2 separate regions of the Mus musculus genome follow, and region 1 is linked to region 2. Evidence: chromatin contacts called from public Hi-C data. All regions are on one chromosome and are shown on one strand. Each heading gives the region's core, a stretch centred on a gene start, on an enhancer-like site or on the middle of the called end of the contact. The rest is flanking DNA. Distances are from core to core; before and after follow the strand shown. Region 1 has its middle 79 kb from the start of Gm40303. Region 2 holds the start of Smim20 (small integral membrane protein 20).

Evidence for each region. A called contact is a pair of places that touch in the nucleus more often than the background predicts.
Region 1: a Hi-C map of uterus shows a contact between it and region 2. The contact joins the enhancer-like site here to the promoter of Smim20 in region 2. A contact is called at or near these places in 1 of 15 datasets of contacts at CTCF or cohesin (embryonic stem cells), 5 of 484 Hi-C or Micro-C datasets (the N1E-115 cell line, bone marrow-derived macrophages, cortical neurons and 2 more), 2 of 115 datasets of contacts at active chromatin or transcription factors (a beta-TC-6 cell line and embryonic stem cells) and 2 of 9 other capture datasets (adipose tissue and pancreatic islet).

Annotation. Positions count from the first base shown.
Region 1 is chr5:53,344,837-53,347,882 of GRCm38.p6, forward strand. No RefSeq gene overlaps it. Among named protein-coding and RNA genes, the nearest start is that of Gm40303, 79 kb to the left of the region's middle. Within about 2 kb of position 1,430, at least 60 of the 459 cell types and tissues checked have an H3K27ac peak or open chromatin away from gene starts, as enhancers often do. A contact at or near this core is called in the N1E-115 cell line, adipose tissue, pancreatic islet and 1 more, where this site is marked.
Region 2 is chr5:53,265,378-53,268,455 of GRCm38.p6, forward strand. It overlaps Smim20 (small integral membrane protein 20), which reads left to right and starts at 1,729. Exons shown (of 3, transcript NM_001145433.1): 1 at 1,729-1,981. The coding sequence starts at 1,867. It overlaps Gm40303 (a long non-coding RNA gene), which reads right to left and starts at 1,750. Exons shown (of 2, transcript XR_868423.2): 1 at 411-1,750.

The sequences.
Region 1 (3,046 bases), core at 180-2,679, 79 kb after region 2:
GTCCAGGAAGGGAAGCTTATTGGCTCTTTCCTCGGGGCCCTATCCAGACACCTCATTAGCATGAAGAACTCTAGGCTGTATGCTACGAGACCAATTGTCATGGTCCTCGTAGTGGGGTGTCATGGTCACATGCTCCAGGACAGGAATCTGATCGGGAGCAGAGAACTGCTGTTCTCAGTTAAGAGTTTGGGGTTCTGAACTTTTGCTACTACCTATCAGTTACCTTCTAGCTACTACCTTCTCTCTGGCATGGTCCAATTCTTCTGGGGCACTGTCCACTGCCCCACAGGCCCCTGCAGGCCAGAGGGAGACCAACCCTCCAGCTCCTTGGACCTGCCTGGGGCCACGAAGAGGCCTTTGTCCAGACACTCCGCTGACTAGAGACTTCTAAGACAAGCAGATGCTGAGATCCACAGATGTCAGTTGGAAGAGCAGACACTGCTCTTAACCACTGAGCCACGTTCATTGCCCCACACCAACTCAGAGAACTGGCATAAGAGAGTCAGCATAACACGTTTCCAGCGTGTTATCAGTAGCAGGACCAACATGACAAACCTCTGCTGACTCATGACATACGACATGAAAAGAAAAAATAAATGACCCTGCAGATTGGATCGTTCCTCTCAATGCCTATGTCATTTGTGACTTTGGTTTTGCTTGGCTCGGAGGTGCTGCTGGTCTTGCTTTCAATAAGCTTTGGGTCTAGCTTGGGCTTGGGACTCTGACCCCTATTTCTCCAGCCTCAGAAAACAGGACTCCTGAACTTGGTCAGCGGGACAAGTTGAGGAGTGCAAAGACATTCTCTTCTGTGATTGGTTCTTTGTATCAACAGTGAGTTCTATGAAAGACTTCATTTTTTTTTAAACCACACATCTAGAAACAGGATTTCACCCTCATCCCCACCCCCACCCCCACCCCCACTCCCCCAAGATTCAGGATTACATAGATTGTTTCCCAGAATTCCATACAACTGAAATGAAAACAGAACTGATCTTCAAATTCACTTAGGTGGGAAAAAAAAAAAAACCCCTTTTGAAAAAAATCATCCCCCAGAAGTTGGGGGAGGGGGGGAAGCGCCTCTCCCCAAATAAGGCACAAAAATGTAAGTACGAATGACCTTTTGAAGTCTGTGCAGGGGTGTGTATAAGACGGAATTCTAGATTCCAAAGCTCAAATAAAGTAGCTGAAGAAAGACGAGAGCTTTGTATAATGGCAAAGTCCAGGATGGAGCCATGGTCAGCCACTGCTGGATCCAGGCGCTCAGAGGGTGCTGGCTGAACTCTGGATTTCCTCTCACCCAGCTCTGCTCTTCCTCAAGCTAAGCAGGCTTTCCCCATGTGGTGTCAGCATGACCTCCTCCAGCTCCAGGCTTGCACTGTGCCAGCGACTTGACCCTCTAAGAATGTGTGCTGCTTTCCCAATCGTCTCAAACGGCTCGAGCTTGTCTCTCCTATGAGAGTACTAACCAAGCCCGGCCCTGCTCAGCTTCTGAGATCAGATGAGATCTGACGCATTCAGGATAGCATGGCTGAAGACTCAGGCTTGCCTCTCTACAGCCTAATTTGGATTTAGCATCTTAGGGAGACACTATCTTGGCAAGTCTGGTTGTCGAGGTCCTATCACCCACACTAGAAACAAGGAAGATGTGACAGACACAGCAAACTAAAGGGGCTGAAGCTGTAGAGAGGGTCGACTCTTCAAAGAAAAACGAGGTGATCTTATCCGAAAGGAAAACGAAGGAGAAATCTTTCTGGTCGATTGCACAAAGAATAATCTCCTAAGACCCCAAGCCTGTCTGCAGAACTTTCTGTGTGCCCATCAATTACTGATGGTCACAGATGCCACTGTCCCCAGGTGGGCCACGGGCAGTCTGCTATATGGATAGCTGTTCGTCAAGGCAAAGGAGACCAGGACTTGGCTCCCTTGGTGCCCTGTGAGGCAGAGGGAAGAAAGAGTGAGCTTGGCAATTTGTTTTTCATATTTCAGCTTGTTCTGGATGCCACGCGAGCTGTATGCATTGGCTCCCGACTAATGAAAACAGAGGGGAGCCAGGCTGGAAATCTGGCTGTGTTTCTGCGCACAATTAGGTTTGTTTGTTTAGGTCTCTTTTTATTTGTTTTCAGATGACTCAGATAGGAATAGTGCAGGCCTTTCAAAGCGAAGAGCTCATAAGTGGCTTCAGGGGCCAGGGCTTTGCCAAGGGCAGAGAGACTTGGCTCCTAGGGGCGTTTTCCCATCCAGTGGGGCTGGAAGAATGCCGTTCCAAGCCAGATTATTTTTCTTAGCAGACCCCCATCCAGGGTCGTAGCTGGGCCAGAGGTTGCAAACATCCCAAACACATAAAAGTCCCCCAACAGCACACAGGGCACCTATTGTGCAGATCTGGGCCGGCCTCATCGTGATGGCTTTCCCGTCTGCATCCTTCATTCTTTCTGAAAATGTCTTCATGTGCCTTCTTCCTTCTTACCAGACAAACGCATTCCATTCCTCATGCTCTGAATGTGTCTCAAAAACTGCTTTCAAGATCCTCCAATTCCATTGCCAAGGCACAGTGTCTACAGCCTCCTGGAGAATGTAGGGCTAAGTACCACAGGAGAAGTAGCAAACACCTCCCTGAGCTTGTCCACCCAGGGGCAGTGACCCCTGAGGAATGGCTTGTAGCTGCTGCCCAGTAGATCTGGCATTTTGGAAACTCAGAAGATGTGGACAGAAGCCTTTGTTCTCCTGGAAGAACAAAATGCAAGCCAGGTGTCAGGAAGAACACAACAGTCCACTCTCTCAGAGCCGGAGTGGTCTGTCCAGAGCCCTTCCCCGACAGGATGAGTCAGAGCAGCCGAATGGGCCTGGATGTTTTCAGATACTAACGTTTTTTGTCCAAATGTGAGTAGTTATGTTTTTTACTACTGGGGAAGCCGGCGCCCAGCCCTAGCTAGGCCATCTCCTCTGCTCCACCACTCAGCAACAGACTGATGTACTGGCTGGGAAGCACCCTTGGTAGTCCAAACCTGCCATCTTAAAATGTTTACCTTCTTAGAATCTGTCCATA
Region 2 (3,078 bases), core at 479-2,978:
AACCATTTCCTCCCCAACAGCAGTATGGAAGTGTAAGCTGAATAAACCCTTTCCTCCACAACTTGCTTCTTGGTCATGATGTTTGTGCAGGAATAGAAACCCTGACTAAGACACATGGCTAGGCAGATGCAACTTCATTGGTTCAGGTCCTAGGCCAACCAATCCACAATGCAAGAACCTTGGTCAGCTTGGGGACGGGCTTAACTGTCAGGGACTGTGAGAAGCAGGGTGAGGACTGGAGGGGATCCACTTGTCTATCAAGAGTGGGGGAGGAGCTACTCCCCAAAGACATTTGAAGATGGATCGTCTACTGCTAAGATAACAAGCGTACACTATTGGGGAATCTTCCTTCCTGTGTTTAATTCATGTATCACACGTTCCCTCTTTGCTGTGCAGCCTTGTCTCCTTACCTAACAAGTTCCTGAGGGGGCCTGAGGAGCAGCCATCTTACTGCACAGTCATTTGTCTTCCTCCCTGTACTTCGGTTGCCCGTGGGACTGCATCAGTCATCGGCAACAGGCGGCATCCGGGATTAGTTATCGTTTCATGTATTTGTTCCGTGGTAGGATCCTGGAGTGCAGAGGTCATGTCTCATTCATCTCGTGTCCCCCTTAGCACTTTGCCTGCTGTTCGGGGGGCCTAGCCAGATAGTCCATAAATCTGCTGACAGATTGAACGACTGATTTATATGCTGCTAGAGTCAGAGGTAGATGGAATCTTGATTCGACTACAAAACTACAGAGGAAAAGACCTGTGTTCACCACATCATTTCTGAGAGATTGCAGATCTTCTCTGGACTAAATAATGTTGCTGGGGTCAAGATAAATACCTTCTGTGCAGCCCAGACTCGCTACTGGTGTCATTTCTATTTCTAAGGGATTGAGCGAAGGCCCAAGGAATGTTGGTCTTAGCTGCCCAGCCCCCTGAGGAGATCATATCTTCTGACTCAGGCTCTGTAAAGGAGAACAGGTGCAGAGGTGGGGGAAAGCAATCCCCACAAGCATGGCGGGATGAGGGAACAGGTGTCAGTCTTCAGAGGCTGTGCCCCAGGCAAAGAGCCAGAGCCCTAGGGACCTGCCACTGACTCTGTGCTGTTCCTAGATTTTAATAGTTTTTGTTTGCAGCCCTCGATTAGTTTTGGGAATCCCTGTCTACTTTCTGAAACCCCTGTATAATTCCCCCCATAACCCAGCACACACAATATGGAGAGCAAAGAGGACAAGGGATCAAAGTTAGATCACTTACTGTGCTCAAACACCCTCCAGGAAAGGCTGTCTTGGGTCAGAAGACTCAGTGACTAATTTTGCAAATACCTTGCAAACCATTCGAACCAGGTGATTTGCTCCTTTGTGGCTCATGCCCACACACAGCTTTCAAAGAGGGAGGCCCAGTCTTTCAGAGGCTTCTAGCCTCACCAGTCACCAAATGTCACATTAATGAGGGGGAAGGGTAAGAAAGAGTTGTTGGGAACAGAAGAGTAAGACAGAAGGTGGTAATTGGAGCAGAGAAGGAAGGACCCAGACCCGGGGCCAGTAAGAGGTCAAAAAGAGGGCACGAGAAAGGAGTGTAGCCAAATACAAGTCAGCACAAGCCACCAGTGTCTCGGCCTCCACGATGGCAGCCGGAGGGCGAGGAGGCGGGTCTTGGTTTGAGGCCCCGCCTTATGCCGCGCCCTTCCTCGGATGACCCCGCCCCACTAAGAGGCGCCCAGGCCCCGCCTCCGAGCTCAGAGGCTCCTCCCTGCACTCCGATCCCGGAAGCGAGCTCTGCTCCGCCTCTTCCGAGCTGGGTCGCGACCTTGAGGCCGGGAATCGAGTTTCCAAACGTGCGGGGGCCTTCGCCGGCTCTGCTGCCCCCTTTCTCTCCATGGCAGCGGCCCGGAACCTGCGCACCGCGCTCATATTCGGAGGCTTCATCTCCATGGTCGGCGCCGCCTTCTATCCCATCTACTTCCGGCCCCTTATGCGGCTGGAGGAATACCGTGAGTGACCTCTGACCCCGCGCAGTGGCTGCTCCCAGCGCTACCCCGAAGCCCTTAAGCCCCTACCCTATCTGTTCAAGGAGTGCTGAGGAAGGATGTGGACTTGGGAGTGAGGCTACCCGGGTTCCAGGCTCGCCCAGTGCAGCCCGGTGACCACGGACAAGGGGCCCCACCTCTGACCTTCAATGTTGAGGCTCTACATATCTTTTGCAGGATCAGCAACAAAACTGTGAGCATCTTAGGGGTCACAGAGGTGATGTGTATGAAAGCAGCCTACACACAGCAGGTCAACACTAACACTAGTTCACACACAGTATATACTGATATACTGAAGATTTAATGTTTTGGGTTAAGCATATACCGAGTCGTTGAATTTGCACGGGCTTCCCTTGGGGTAGATGCTACCCATTTTACAGATGGAGGTCACACAGCTAGTAAGTGGTGAGGGAAATGTTCCAACCCAGGCGTCTGTCCGCAGAGCCCCGCTCCATCCACCCAGGCTGAGATGGTGCTATAGTGGAGAGCTTTGATCATTCTGAGTTGAAAGGTGTTTTTATGGTGCATCATTGCCAATCCCTAAGATGTCTTGGAGCGGAAATATTTCAAAGCTAAACTGTTAACCTGGGTTCTGAGTTTTTCCTCAAATCGTTTTTTTTTTTTTTAGATTCTGCTGGTTTCCTTCATTTTTAAGCTGGCTGCTCACATGACAATGGCGAGTGTCCGGGGAGTCATTTTCCTCCTTAATCATTCAGGTCCTATCATTCTAAAAGCCACACTCCTTCCTGGAGACCTATACCTCAGCAAGGATTAGCACTTTGATACATCTGAAACCATCTGTCAGCGAGGAGAGATGAGGCATTAGAGGATCATTTTGTTCTCCAGGAAACCTGAATCATCTTGAAGATGGAAGAGGGCCAGCCCAGCCCCCGGGGAATATTAGCTGAGGCTGAAGCTTGGCGATTTCAAGCCTCATGTAAATGTTCTGACCATCTCCAGCGCCATAACACTTGGTTTCTGGAGGCAAAGCATTTTAAAGTACACACATGAATCCCCTGACAGCTTCTTTTCATCAGCTCAGACTAAGATGGTCTCTGTGC